Regions from separate parts of the Gossypium hirsutum genome. Here region 2 is linked to region 1. A link is a contact called in public Hi-C data. All regions are on one chromosome and are shown on one strand. The core of a region is the stretch at or near the end of the contact, and the rest is flanking DNA. Distances in the headings are between cores, read along the strand shown. Region 1 holds the start of LOC107949829 (NAP1-related protein 1). Region 2 holds the start of LOC107949827 (protein PHYTOCHROME KINASE SUBSTRATE 3).

What was found. Hi-C and Micro-C count contacts between places; a contact is called where the count stands out from the background.
Region 2: a Hi-C map of leaf shows a contact between it and region 1, with 2.1 times the contacts expected there. The contact joins the promoter of LOC107949827 here to the promoter of LOC107949829 in region 1. A contact is called at or near these places in 4 of 34 Hi-C or Micro-C datasets (hypocotyl, leaf and petal).

Annotation. Positions count from the first base shown.
Region 1 is chrD03:37,900,158-37,907,073 of Gossypium_hirsutum_v2.1, reverse strand. LOC107949829 (NAP1-related protein 1) reads left to right here and starts at 3,728. Exons shown (of 10, transcript XM_016884601.2): 1 at 3,728-4,272; 2 at 4,917-5,039; 3 at 5,144-5,194; 4 at 5,364-5,435; 5 at 5,590-5,700; 6 at 5,789-5,850; 7 at 6,413-6,473; 8 at 6,560-6,616; 9 at 6,724-6,768. The coding sequence starts at 4,144.
Region 2 is chrD03:38,032,445-38,039,011 of Gossypium_hirsutum_v2.1, reverse strand. It overlaps LOC107949827 (protein PHYTOCHROME KINASE SUBSTRATE 3), which reads left to right and starts at 1,917. Exons shown (of 2, transcript XM_041090065.1): 1 at 1,917-3,431; 2 at 3,528-3,837. The coding sequence starts at 2,506. The coding sequence ends at 3,540.

The sequences.
Region 1 (6,916 bases), core at 2,479-4,978:
TATGTGAGAAAATTTTGAAATGTGATAGGTCAAAGCATAAGGACCTATTAGTGCTTGTTGAAAAAGGGGGGACTTGCATGTCAATTTCCCCCCTCTATTAGTAGTGGCCGGCCATGACAAGTATGGTAGACCAAGTGTGATGGGCAAGACATGTCATAGACATGTTGTGTTGGTGCATCATGGGTGGAAACAATAAAATAATGAGCATGGTAATTAAATAATGAAAGGGAGGAGTGATGAAAAAAAAAGAATGGTCGCATCCATGCCCCCCCTTTTGCCGTGAGTTAAAGAAAAGAAAAGAAAAAAATTTTGTTCATCCTTTTTCATCTTCTTTTGGCCGAAAATTCTAAGGAAGGAGGAAGGAGTTCTTGCTTCATGTTTGGTTTGGAAGAGGATTAGGAGGAGGTTTGGCCATACTTGTATCTAGATTAAGGTATGTTTGAGGTTGTGCCATGAGATTCATGCATGTTTTTAGTTGCTAGCTTGAGTTCTAATTAGCCCATGGTTCAAATCTTTGCTATGTCATGGGAATGATATTCGGCCTAGGTGGATTTTGTGTTAATGCCATTGCATGCTAAATATGAAGCTTGTTAATGATGCATGTGATGGTGGATTGATGATTCTTGAATCTTCTTTTTAGCATTTTTGAGTGAGACATTAAGTTCTTTGTTTAACCATGACCAAAAATTGAAATGGTATGGTGTTGTGATGCATTCGGCCATGGTAGGAAGTAGAAGGGAAAAATATGGTTGTTGTTAGATGAAGTAGAGTCTAACGAATGAGCACATATGTGCATTAGTTGCTAGATGGAGAAGAATCGGCTAGCAAGTTGTGTGCTAAGGCCGAATATAATTTTTGTATATTAATGAGTAATGCATGTGTTAAATTGATGGAAAGGGAGAGGATGCTTTACTAGTGTATATATGTGTGTATTAGCCAAGTTTTGAACTTGAAACAAAATGGTGTTTAGTCAATACAAGTGACCATACTTGTAGAATGTATTAAGTGTTGCAATCGGCCCTAACATAGACATGCATATTCGGCCATAGGAAGAAGATTGGTGTTGCATGTATTCGGTTAGAGGCAAGAATATTGATGCTTTTGTCTTGGCTTAGAAAATTCGGCCAAGGGGAAAATTAGCTAAAATGTTGAGTTTGATTCATGATTCCGTACATATGTGACTTTAATGTCTAATGTATAAATATGGGCTAAGTGCCTTGTGTTCCTCTTTTCGATGCTCAAATGATTAAATCAATTTATTTGTTTAATTAAGCTCAAGAGCAAAGGGGAACTAAATCCGATAAAGGGAAGGAAAAAGTGGTCGAATAGCTATCGGAATCGTTCGAAAACATCCGAGGTAAGTTCTTGAGTAAAAGAGCTTAAATTATGATTTGATTAGATCATGTTTTAAGCAAATCAAAATCATGCTCTTTGTGTGTGGCTATTGAGCCGAAATTGCAAGAATGATAAGAGTCTTGTGTTTGAGTTTTGCTAACGAAAATGAAATACGAATGTGCCATGATTTATTGTTAAATGTGCATGGTTATTTGAATGATGTCCGGGCTAAGTCTCGAAGGCTTTGTGCTATATCCGGACTAAGATCCGAAGGCATTTGTACGAGTTACTAAATCCGGACTAAGATCCGAAGGCATTTGTGCAAGTTACTAAATCCGGGTTAAGTCCCGAAGGCATTTGTGCGAGTTACTAAATCCGGGTTAAGTCCCAAAGGCATTTGTGCGAGTTACTAAATCCGGGTTAAGTCCCGAAGGCATTTGTGCGAGTTACTATAACCGGGCTATGTCCCGAAGGCATTTGAACGAGTAGCTATATCCGGTTAAATTCCGAAGGTACGTGATTTGGGAATGAATGATCTTGCTGTAAAAATTTCAGTTAATACGCTTGAAACATCCCAACATTGAGGTATGTTTCGTATGTGCTTTGAATTAGTTGAGCCCTTACAAATAAGTATTCGCTCAGTTGATAAATGAGCTACCGGCCTTTGGCTAAGTTGATCTTTGTGTATGAATAAAAGGGTTGGTAATGTGAAGTAAGTATGATATTGAAAAATTGTGCATATGAAATTATCCATTTAGCTACATGAATGCTATACTTTTGTTGTGCTGGAATCCCTTGCTCAAAACTTACTAAGCATAAATTGCTTACTCCGTCTCCTTGATTCTCTGTTTTATAGATTTTGGTTCTCCAGCTATCGGACTCGGGATTTTGAAGTCGAAGTCGCCCACACTATCAAAGCCCCCTTTTGGTACAATTTTGGTTGAACTTCGAAATGGCATGTATAGGACTACCCTTTTGTTGTGGGTCATGGACCCTTTGGACTTGTATAATTTTGGATAGCCATGCGAAAATGGCTTATATATGTTTGAGTATAATGTTATAATCATTTGGTATGAATATGGTTATTGAGAGGTGTGGATATGCTTAACAAGGATTGGCCATGGGAATGGTTAATCACTATCATAAATTGTGCTATTTATGCTAAAAGGGCTAGTTGAATCATGGAAACTATGAAATAGGTAAAGTCTACCTTAAAGGCAGATGCTGACAGCAGCAGTGATGTAGATTTGGAAAATCACTAAAAATAGTAGGAATGAAATTAAATAGTGAATAAATTATGTAAACGAACCTTGATGAATCTATTTTCATAGGAAAGTAACGAAACGATCATATGGACAGTATGTTAAGAGATATTCAGGTTCTCGTAAGACAGGGCCAGAACGGTTTCTGGATTCCTTGTTTCGACTTTGGAAATTCATTATAAATTAACCAGAGATAATTAGGAGTCATGCCATATATGTATAGATTCCTCTTTGAGTCTAGTTTCTATAGAAACAAACGACATCAGTATTGAAGCCCTGTACAGGGAGATATCCAAGTCGTAATGCGCAAAGGTCAGTGTAGTCGATCCCTGTAACATGGGAGACTTTGACTAATAAACTGTACTAATTGGCCCAACCAAAAATTCTAGAAAAAAATATGTAGATGGGCATATTAGTCTAGTTTCAGGGAAAATTTACGGAACTGGATTCCAAGTTTCTGAACTCAAGATATGATTTTTAAAGCGACTAGTACGCAGATTGGCAGTGTCTGGGAATTTTTTTTTATAAGTGGTTTAAAGTCTGTTAACACCTCGTGTTCGACTCCGGTGACGGTCTCGGGTTCGGGGTGTTACAGTACTAATTAGGTCTTTTAGTGTTTAGGTTAGAATAGATCTAGCACTCGCCTCCCTTGGGTACGATCCTAGGAGTACTTACCTACTTTGTTGTAACACTATGTTACAACTCGATTTTTAATTGATTAAAGGAGCAGAGAAGAAAAGATGACACGAAAAGTTGAGAATGCGAAAAAGGCAATGTTCTAGAGATTTTTTTCCTCAAAAATAGAATTGGTATAATTAGCTTTAAGTCCCTTGAATTACTTGAATACAAAAATAACTTTACGTACAATGACACATGAAATCTTATCATTGGATCACGTGCTTCAATAGGTTAAAAATTATCACTGTTTATCAAATGTAAAAATAATTTTTTTGAAAAATTTAGGTACCACATTAGAAGATTTGTCTAAATTTACATCCCAAATGTTATCCTTATAATTCTTAATTTAAATATAATAATAAAATATAAAGATTTGAAAGGTTAAAATTAAATAAAAATAAAGTGGCATTAGTTTTTTTTTATATTTATACAAAGATATCAAAGTTTGTAATGTAAACTAACCAACCAACCTTATCTATGGACACAATGGGTTGAAGTACTACCTACCGCAAGGCACGCAGAAAGATTCTGTTTCCGAACATCAGAACTCAAAAATATCCGAATCCATCCTTGAATTACCCTTACTACCCTCAACATCTCACAATTAAATGACCTTAGTAGCCTCATTACAGGTGTCAGCTCCCAACTGAACAGATATAAACTCCCAAAACCCTAGCATTCTCTACTCTTTCTCTCTCACTCACTCACTCACTCACTCGCTTTTGTCCCCGTAGATATCAGAGGGAAAACACAAGAAAAACAGAACTAGGGTTTTAAAGAGAAAGGGAGCAAAAGTGAGAGAGAGGAGAGAAGAGGCAGAAATTTTTAGGATTAGGGTTTTATTATATTGTTCTCTAGGGTTTAGAAAATGGTGGCCGACAAAGGAAAGAAGATGAAAGTAGCAGAGAAAGTAGAGGAAGAGAACCATGATCAAATAGATGGAGACCTCGTCATTTCCATCGAGAAGCTTCAAGAGATCCAAGGCGAGCTTGAGAAGGTCCATTTTTATCTACATGCCGCTTTTTCATTTATATAATGCGTGTATATGCTGATTTCCTTTTTCTTCTCATTTCTCCCTTGTTTAAGGTGTATGAGCTGGAAAATTAGCAAATTTTAGAATTTTTTAAATAAAAAATTTGGATTTCCTTGTGTTTTTTTATGGTATAATGTTAATTGAATGATGTTTTAAGTGTCAAAGTATTGTATTTGCTGTAATTTCAATTGCGGGTCGATGAAATAAATGTTTAAAATTTACTGCTCTGGTCGTTAATATTTGTACTTTATCGGCTTTGTATGCTGTTTTTATGTTGGGTTCATCTGAATTATTGTGCTAAGCTTTGTTTTATATGTATATTTATTTGGTGATCTAATGTTGATTGTTAATTCTTGCATCTGATCATCTTTGTAGTATGATTGAGTCCTTTAATGTTTTCTTCCGTGTATCTAAGTGTCCCCTAGCTTTGTTAAGCACAATTTTGATTTCTTCTTTTATTTGTGAAGTTACTTTGGATTATTATGTCTTATTGCGAGGCAGGTGATTTAATGTGGCTATGCTTGCATACAAGCGTACAGATGAAGTGGTAAATGTCACATGTGGTGTTTCTGATTGTAAGCTTTTCGGTTCTGTTTTTTTGGTTGTAGATCAATGAAGAGGCAAGTGAGAAAGTCTTGGAAGTGGAGCAGAAATACAATGAAGTTCGCAAACCGGTCTATGATAAGCGGAATGAAATCATCAATTCAATTCCTGATTTCTGGTTAACAGCTGTAAGTTATTCTGTTCTTCCGTTCTTAATATGGTGAACAATTTGTTAAATTTGTTTACATGTTCAGAAGAATGTATTAAATTGACTTGCATTCTTCATGTGCAGTTCTTGAGCCATCCTGCTCTTGGTGATCTTTTGACTGAAGAGGATCAGAAGGTTTAATGTCACTTCTTTCCCAAAATGAACTTATCATTTTGCGCTTATTTTACTTTCCAACATTGATTTTTGATTTTGTTTTTTATAGATGTTTCTTGATGTTTGCCTGAATTTTGTGAATTCTTTCTTATTTATTGATCTTCTTATTTTCAATTATTATTCTTGGTAGATATTCAAATATATTAACTCACTTGAAGTGGAGGATTTTAAAGATCTGAAATCTGGATACACTATCACATTTGTAAGTTTATTCATATTCCTATTCTTACCTTATTTTTGGTGATTGAAGTTGCTCTTAATTTCATTTGCTTGCATTGAACTACTGTTAGAAGAAACATAATTCATACTCTAATATATCTGATGATTTGTTGACCGGCTTTATTATAATTTTTCAGAATTTTAATTCCAATCCGTACTTTGAAAATACAAAGCTTACAAAGACCTTTACCTTCCTTGATGATGGAACCAAAATTACTGCTACCCCAATCAAGTGGAAAGAGGGCAAGGTAAGACCTTCTCTTTTGATGACTATCCTGCTTCTTGTTTTATGTTTTCCTTGGATATCATATGAAATTATTTTCCTTAAATGTTAAGGGCTTGCCAAATGGAGTTAATCATGAGAAAAAAGGAAACAAGCGACAACTTGCCGAAGAAAGGTTTGTTTATCATACCCATCAGTCAATTTTTCTCAGGCTTAGGACTTGAGTAACATAAAACTTGAGATCAGTTTATTAATATCTCCATCACTCCATGCTGTGAAATGCAGTCACTTTGTGTGGCGTGCTATGTTATAAGAGTTGGATCGGTGGTTGGACTGGTCAGACAGCCGGTTACTAGTCCAACCAGTTGAGCAATAGTTAAATAAATAATAAAAGTTAAAAAAAACATAACTGATTGGACTGCCTTTTTCTGGTCATGGTTCCCAGTTTTCTTCCGGTTCATAGCAGTTTGCTCTATTCGTGGTTATATATCATTGTCAAACTGGTTGGACCACTGGTTCCCAGTTCAACCGGCTGGTCCAGTCCGCTTCTGACAATACTGGTGGTGTTTCTATAACTGCTATGTATTTATATATATATGCATGTACATATTTGAAATTTCTTATAATATGTTGTGAAGTTCATATGCATTTATGCCACTTGTATTTGATCCTTCATTTATGAGTCACACTGCAAACCAATTCTGTATTGTGCTAAATTTTATCAACATATAACACAGCTTCTTTACCTGGTTTGCTGATGCTCAGCAAAAAGATGACATGGATGAAATTCATGATGAGGTAAATTCTCTATGCATGTACTATTAGTTTATTTTACTCATTCTGTAACAGCGCTGGTCTAAGCTTTCATTTGATGAACACTGCAGGTAGCAGAGATTATCAAGGAGGATTTATGGCCCAATCCTCTCACTTATTTCAACAATGTAACCTCTTTTTTCCTCCTGCTTCTCATGATTTGTTGTACATACTGTTTTTCGTGATCATGTTTTGTTTCCCTTTGCTAATTGTTATTGGAACTTTCTTGATGCAGGAGGCCGGTGAAGAGGATTTTGACGGAGATGAAGGTGATGAAGAGGTATACTATTTTTCTGTTTTTCGTTTCTTTGGGAAACTGAATACTTTCTTTCATGTCCCATTTTTACTGTGTTTGTTATTTCTTTCAGAAAAAAATGCACTCGTGTAGGTTTGAGGTTACTTGTTCATAGACTTAACTCTTAAACCGT
Region 2 (6,567 bases), core at 668-3,167, 130 kb before region 1:
TTACATTCAACCAAACAGTTGATTTGCTATTACACCTCTATTTCATTACGCCTCTATTCCATTACATTCAACCAAACAGTTGATTTTTTATTACACCTCTATTCCATTACACTTATAACCCAATAAAGCGAACCAAACGTGGTGTAAGTCAAATTTTAAAGCAATCTCAATTGGATCAGAAAGCTTACCTGGACTTTCGTGTGTGGGCCTTGAATGGGTTCTTATTTCTATTAATCCTGGTCCGTTGCCCTCCATCACATCAACGTTACCAACAGGCCCATAAGACTGGCCTACTTTGCTTAAAACAGGCTACTCCTTAGCCGATTCCCCCATTTGTGAAAGTGACTTTTTTTTTTTTTAAATTTTCCTATATGGGACATGACCCACGAAAATTCCTCCATTATCGCTCCATTCATGCCATCTCCAATCTTCGACAAAACATTAAATCAGAAGCCCATCCCTTGTTTAGGCAATATTTTTGTTGTTAGATTCTCATTACCCCTTGAATTCTTCCGAGATTTTCTTTCAACGAACATCCATGGTCCAAACGATTCCGGCGACTCCTTCATCTTCTCCTTCTCCGGTAAGTCCACTATGACTGCTTCTTTGGCCATTTCACCATCCATCACAGTTTCTTTGGAAGGGAAAAGATCACGCACGTGGCTATATCGGCCACACAAAAAGCAAACCGCCAGCAGCAACTCGTATTCAACGCGTTGCACCATGCCGTTGATCAAAACATGTGGTATGAGCGGTTTGTTTAGATTGATAAAAAGTCAAGTTTAGTCACCTTACCAATTAGACTGCCGATTTCTTCCAAAATTTTCCTCTTATAAAAGACCCCCGGTAAACTAGGAAAACGAACCCAAGCCATGACATGATTCGGGAACGGCTGAAGGGGATTGAAATCTGGACTCCACGGTTGAACCGTGAGGTATTGTCCAAAGACAGTCCACGGCCCCTGAGTGAGCGCCTTTTCATAATCGTCCTTACTCTGAAATTTGACTAGATAATAGTCATTCTCAACGTGATGTGAAGGCTTCCAGAGACTTAAGGATTCGATTTTGCAGTGTGGAATAGGCTAAATTACATCCCAACAATTTCACCACCACCGTGGTTGCCATGTCTCTAATCAAAATCTGTTGGATTCTCTTAGAGAAGTTGGTCGTGGGAACTCCATTAATCGTAGTCTTCGTGACATCGCCCTCTAATAACTCAAGATCCTCCTCTCCGGTAGAGCCATGATTTCCCCTTCTCAGCCATTTATCTTTCCATGACTCCAGCGGCATTGGAGTCGAATCCACAGCCATAAAACTTTCAATGTTTGTTGTGGGATCCTTAAAACGAACATTTTTTTTTGTATTAAGATCTTCATTTGAAATACCCAATCAAGTTTTCCGACATGATAAAAAGAAAATGAGAAAATATTGTTAGGCTGCTAGTGGAGTTTAGATTCTATAATCAAAATTAGAGGATGACAAGTGTTCTAAAGAAAGAGACTTGTAGAACAAAAAAAAAAAAAACTCAAATATTAACATTTCATATATATATATAAAACATCAAATAATATTGATACACTCGTACAAACTTGAAAGTCCGTAAAAATTTTAACAAAAATATTATATTAAAAAAATTCAAGGCTTAGTGCAACTTTATTTGTTTTCTAAATTTATGATATATTAGATTGAGTTGTTTTTACATATTATGTTAAAATTAAATATATTATAATATATAATAATAATTACCCAACTATTTTACCATCCAGGGCATATCAATGTGCCATGGGTCTTGGCTTGTAGGTTAAATTATACCATTATAACTTTAGTCTCTTTTAAATAGTAATAATTCAATATATTCCCTTTAAACCTCTAGAATTTTTTTTTCCAATTTTATTTCGACCCATCCCACAATTCTGTCTTTGCTCGTAGATGAAATGAAGGAGCTTATCGAAGTAAAAAGTTTTCTGACGTGAAAGAAATAGAATACAAGAATGGCAGATGATGAGGATAATATTCCTGTGTCCTATTTACAACATCGACGGAGTGATGGAATTATAAACAGTCAAATGAGGAAGCTCTTGACTGTCAAATATTTAATCCCTGAAAATACAGTTGCGCTTCTATATCTATAGAGGCCTGCATTAGTACAATCATTGGTGGGTGACCTCAAACTGCAGCCATGTTCCACTTGTCACCACACCATCCATATATACCAATTATCATCAACTATTGGTGCATAATGTCGAAAACTAAATGAAAGATAATTCCCCCATGTCATTAAATTGGTTCAAATATATAATCTACGAGATGATTTGTTAATCCATGCCCCACCTCATTAAAACATGGAACGTTGCAGCCCTACCCCTACCCCTGCCCCTGTGCCTCTACATATACATAATTCATGCCAACTGATCTGCCGGTCCTTCCTCGAATCTTGAATTGCATAAATCAACCGAGTTAAATCCGGTGTGTCCTCGTCCTATAAACTTTCGTTTAGAGTTTTCCTATGGAGCCTGCGAATCAGCATCCGGAACCAAGAGATGAGATCGAAGAGGGTGAAATCGGTGTCTTCGGTGCCGAAAAATACTTCAACATGGAGCTCGATGATGGTGAGTGTCCCAAGCTTTATGACAAGTATTCGAACCAAATCGATCTTCATCATATGACTCTTAGTGCAAGTTCAGAAACCAGTTGGAACATCCAATCTGTTTCGTTACCGAATTTTACAAGGAGTCGATCCGAAAACAGGCGAACCAAGGTCGATGGAAGGAGCTTTTTCTCCAGTCTTGGTAGCAGCGGGTCCTCTTCAGATGGGAAATCTGTTTATCTCAATCAAAACGTTGTTCATGGAAAGGATTACAGCAAAGAACACATTCGAACCGATCACAGGCCTATAGACATGGACGGAACGAAGCTGGTTCAAGCAAATTTTAAGGTGGAAGATGAGTTTGACACCCAGAGTTTCGATCCACGAAAATCCCTGGAAGTGTTCGGATCCAGTGGTATGAACAAAGGAGACATAGCCAAGAACCTTGAGAGGAAACTGTGTATGTTAACATGGGATGCCTTTCCAAATGCCCCAACCATTTCATCTATATACAAAAGCAGGCTTCTAGGGGATGATGATGATGAACATAGTGAAGGTAGCTCAGATCTCTTTGAGATAGGCAACATATTAGGCGATGGTGAGATGACCCCATATGCACCAAGCGAGACCAGCATTCAATGGAGTGTGGTCACTGCCAGTACTGCAGCTGACTGCTCATTTGTTTCAGGTTACGATGATGAAACGAAATCAGCGAAAAGTATTAGAGCTCCGGCATCAAAAACCACCGTCAAAGAGGCTCAAAGAAGCCGATCAGGTGGGATATTGGGGTGCCGAAGACACAAAGCAGTCATGGTGGCTGAAAGTACTGCATATAGAAAGAGATGGTAAATTACTTTCCTAATTGGCGTATTTAATTATGTAATTGCTCTAAAGTATTGCATATAATCTCCAACATGGCATTATTATTTAGCTAATTTTAGCAGAATGGCATAATGAAATTGTACTGGGGGAGCGGGGACAATCATGGTTTGGAGGTTCTGTACAGGATTAAAGCCAAGTTGCTTTTGAAGAAGCAGTCTTTGCCTCACTTGAGAGACTACAAACATACAACTTTGCGTTGGCATTTGTTGTTTGTGTTCCAAACTGAAGATCCTAAAACATGATGACGGAAAAAGTGGCATATAATATCATGTCTTCAAATCTCCCATTCCCATGTTCTTGTCATCTATTGTATGTTGCATTTGTAATCTTATATATATATATATATATATATATATTAAAATCGAAATATCAGTACTTCTACGTGAATAGCTTAAAATGTCGTAATGCATGTTTTATGTAATTAATTTATTTAGTAATTAAGTTTTTTATTAAAATTAACATCTTAAATCAATTTAGAAACATTTATTAATAAAAACTATTAGTATGTATTCAGGTAAAGAATATTTGGTATATAAAATTTTTGTTAACTTATCAAAACCATATATACAATTTTGATAATAACCTTATGGTTTTTTTCTTAAAATTATATGATTGTTTATATAATCAAAGCTTTATTTTGATTTTTTTATACAATATTTTCAATGTTATCATACAGATTGTTTCACTCGCATTATTTGTATCTATTGATAATTTTATTGATTGAGTTTATGTCACAAGTCAACTTGAAAGAAAATGTCAATGTCTTGATAAACAATTAGAGTGTATTTAATATTTTTAATTTAATGTATTTGCCTATTTAAATTTCTTTTTACTCACAATTTAAATTAATTTTTTTAAATTTTAATTTCATAAATATTGCATATGTGTTATTATTATTAGTTTCAAATATAACATTTCATTATTTCTTATTTCTTATCTTTAAATGCACACTTATGTTCTAAATTTATGATTTCCATATGTATACACAAGTAACAGAACTTCAGGTAAATTGTACAAATAGTCACCTAACTATGCTTGCGTTCCTATTTTGGTTATTCAGTTTTAAATTTTTTTTAATTTAACCACTAACGTTTGAATTCATTCCTATTAATTTTGGTCACTTGCCATTAAATTGATAACGAAAAACCTTTTTTTAAGTAGTATAATAACACATTTAGTTCTCAATGCTTACACATTTTATCAATTTGACCTTAATTCTAAATAATTCAATAAATTTAACCTTTCACATTTACAATTAGGGTCTGTTTGATTGACGGAATTGATTTTTCGGAAAATCATTTCCAACTTTTTCAGCGTTTGATTGGGGGAAAACATTTTCCATTTGGAAAATGAACTCCAAAACAAGGAAAAATGGGTTACAATTTAGGAAAAATGTCTTACCCTTTCAATTTCCGTAAGACATTTTCCGTGCTCTCCTCTCTATCGCCTCGTTCATTCCTTCCTTCATTTCCGGTAGAAAACTACTTCTGTTTATCGATTTTCCAGTAACTTGTTTTTTAATTATTCAATACTTGTTTTTTAACACAATTACAAATAATTTATTTGATATTTAGTTTTTTCAATTTATAACAATTAATATTGTAGCTTAATAATTGAGTATTATTATAAATAAATCATTGCAATATATGTAAAAATAATTTAAAATATAAAAATTTATTAATATATATTAATATATGTAAAAACAGCTTTTTCGAAAAATATTTTCAAAAAATCTGCCAAGCAGCAGAAAATATTTTATACAGATTCAATCAAACACCAGAAAATATTTTCTAGTAAATCATTTTACAGAAAAGTAAAACATTTTCCAGAAATCATTTTACAGAAAATATTTTACTGGTAATCAAACAGACCCTAAATTTCCTAGCCAAAATTTTCATCTTTTAAAACAGAGGCATTCCACATCTATTAATTGTTTTATTTATGGTTGAAATTATCAAATTCAATACATAATCCCTTTTTAAAATATAATATACAATAAAATTATATAAATAATTTAATATTTGTAAAAATAATTTTTCACTTACTATCGTAATTTTAGTTTTTAATTAATTTGGGATATGATTTGACACTAAATCAGATTATTAGTGAGACATATTTGCTTATTGTGGATTTAAAATTTTAAAACAAATAATTAAAAATAAATAAAATACATAATAAACTCTTAACCAATTTATAAAAATTAAAAAAAATCATTATCAATGTATCAAAAGGAAATTCAATTAATTCTTTCATTTTTTTCTTATGAAAAATTAAATGTTCATAATTTTTTTTATTATATAATCATTGATTGAACAATTGAATTTTTCAAAGCCATAATTTTTAACTTTGGATTTAATTTCCAATTTCAAGGATCAACTTTGAGGACTATTTTTATCTAGCTTGAAGGAAATGTCATACTATTAACAACAAGAGTAAAACTAAAGTGTTTTTTTTAAAGGTTTTTTCATTTTCTTTAGCCAAAATTTTTTCAATCAAAGGTTTATAAAATATTATATTTAGAAAAAAAACTAATGAAAAAAGAAAGGGAAATTAAAGTTTCAAAATAAACTTATCAGGAATTGGCTCGAAAAACAACTTGTTAGTTTTATAATTTTAAAATGATTAAATTCATTTCGACTATAATTTTTGCATAAATTGTATATGTATATTTTTTTTATACAATGTCTACTTTTAACCATAACCCTAATTGTATATTTTGAATTAGGAATTGTTGAGGGAGGTTGACTCATTCAAGAAAAATCTTCGAAGAGTCGTTCGTTGGGCTAACCGATCCCTCAACAATCAAAGGTATTGCCCATTGATGGGGGGTTTGTCTTTGATACTCTGTCGAAAGTCAATGTGCTGTGAGTAGCTGCCCAGTGAGCTTGGTTCATAGATCCTAGAGCACTTCGATTGGAAGACCTGTAGAGCTAAATGGAGAGATGTTAGTATAGAACGTGTAATGATTATGAAGCTCACCTATGTATGCAAGGACTTGATCCACCAACCTTAGGCCATTTACTTGCAACCATGATATCATTGGAGCTACTTTTATAGTTGAAGGGGGTCGACTCCTTCAGAAAATGTCTTTAAAGTGTT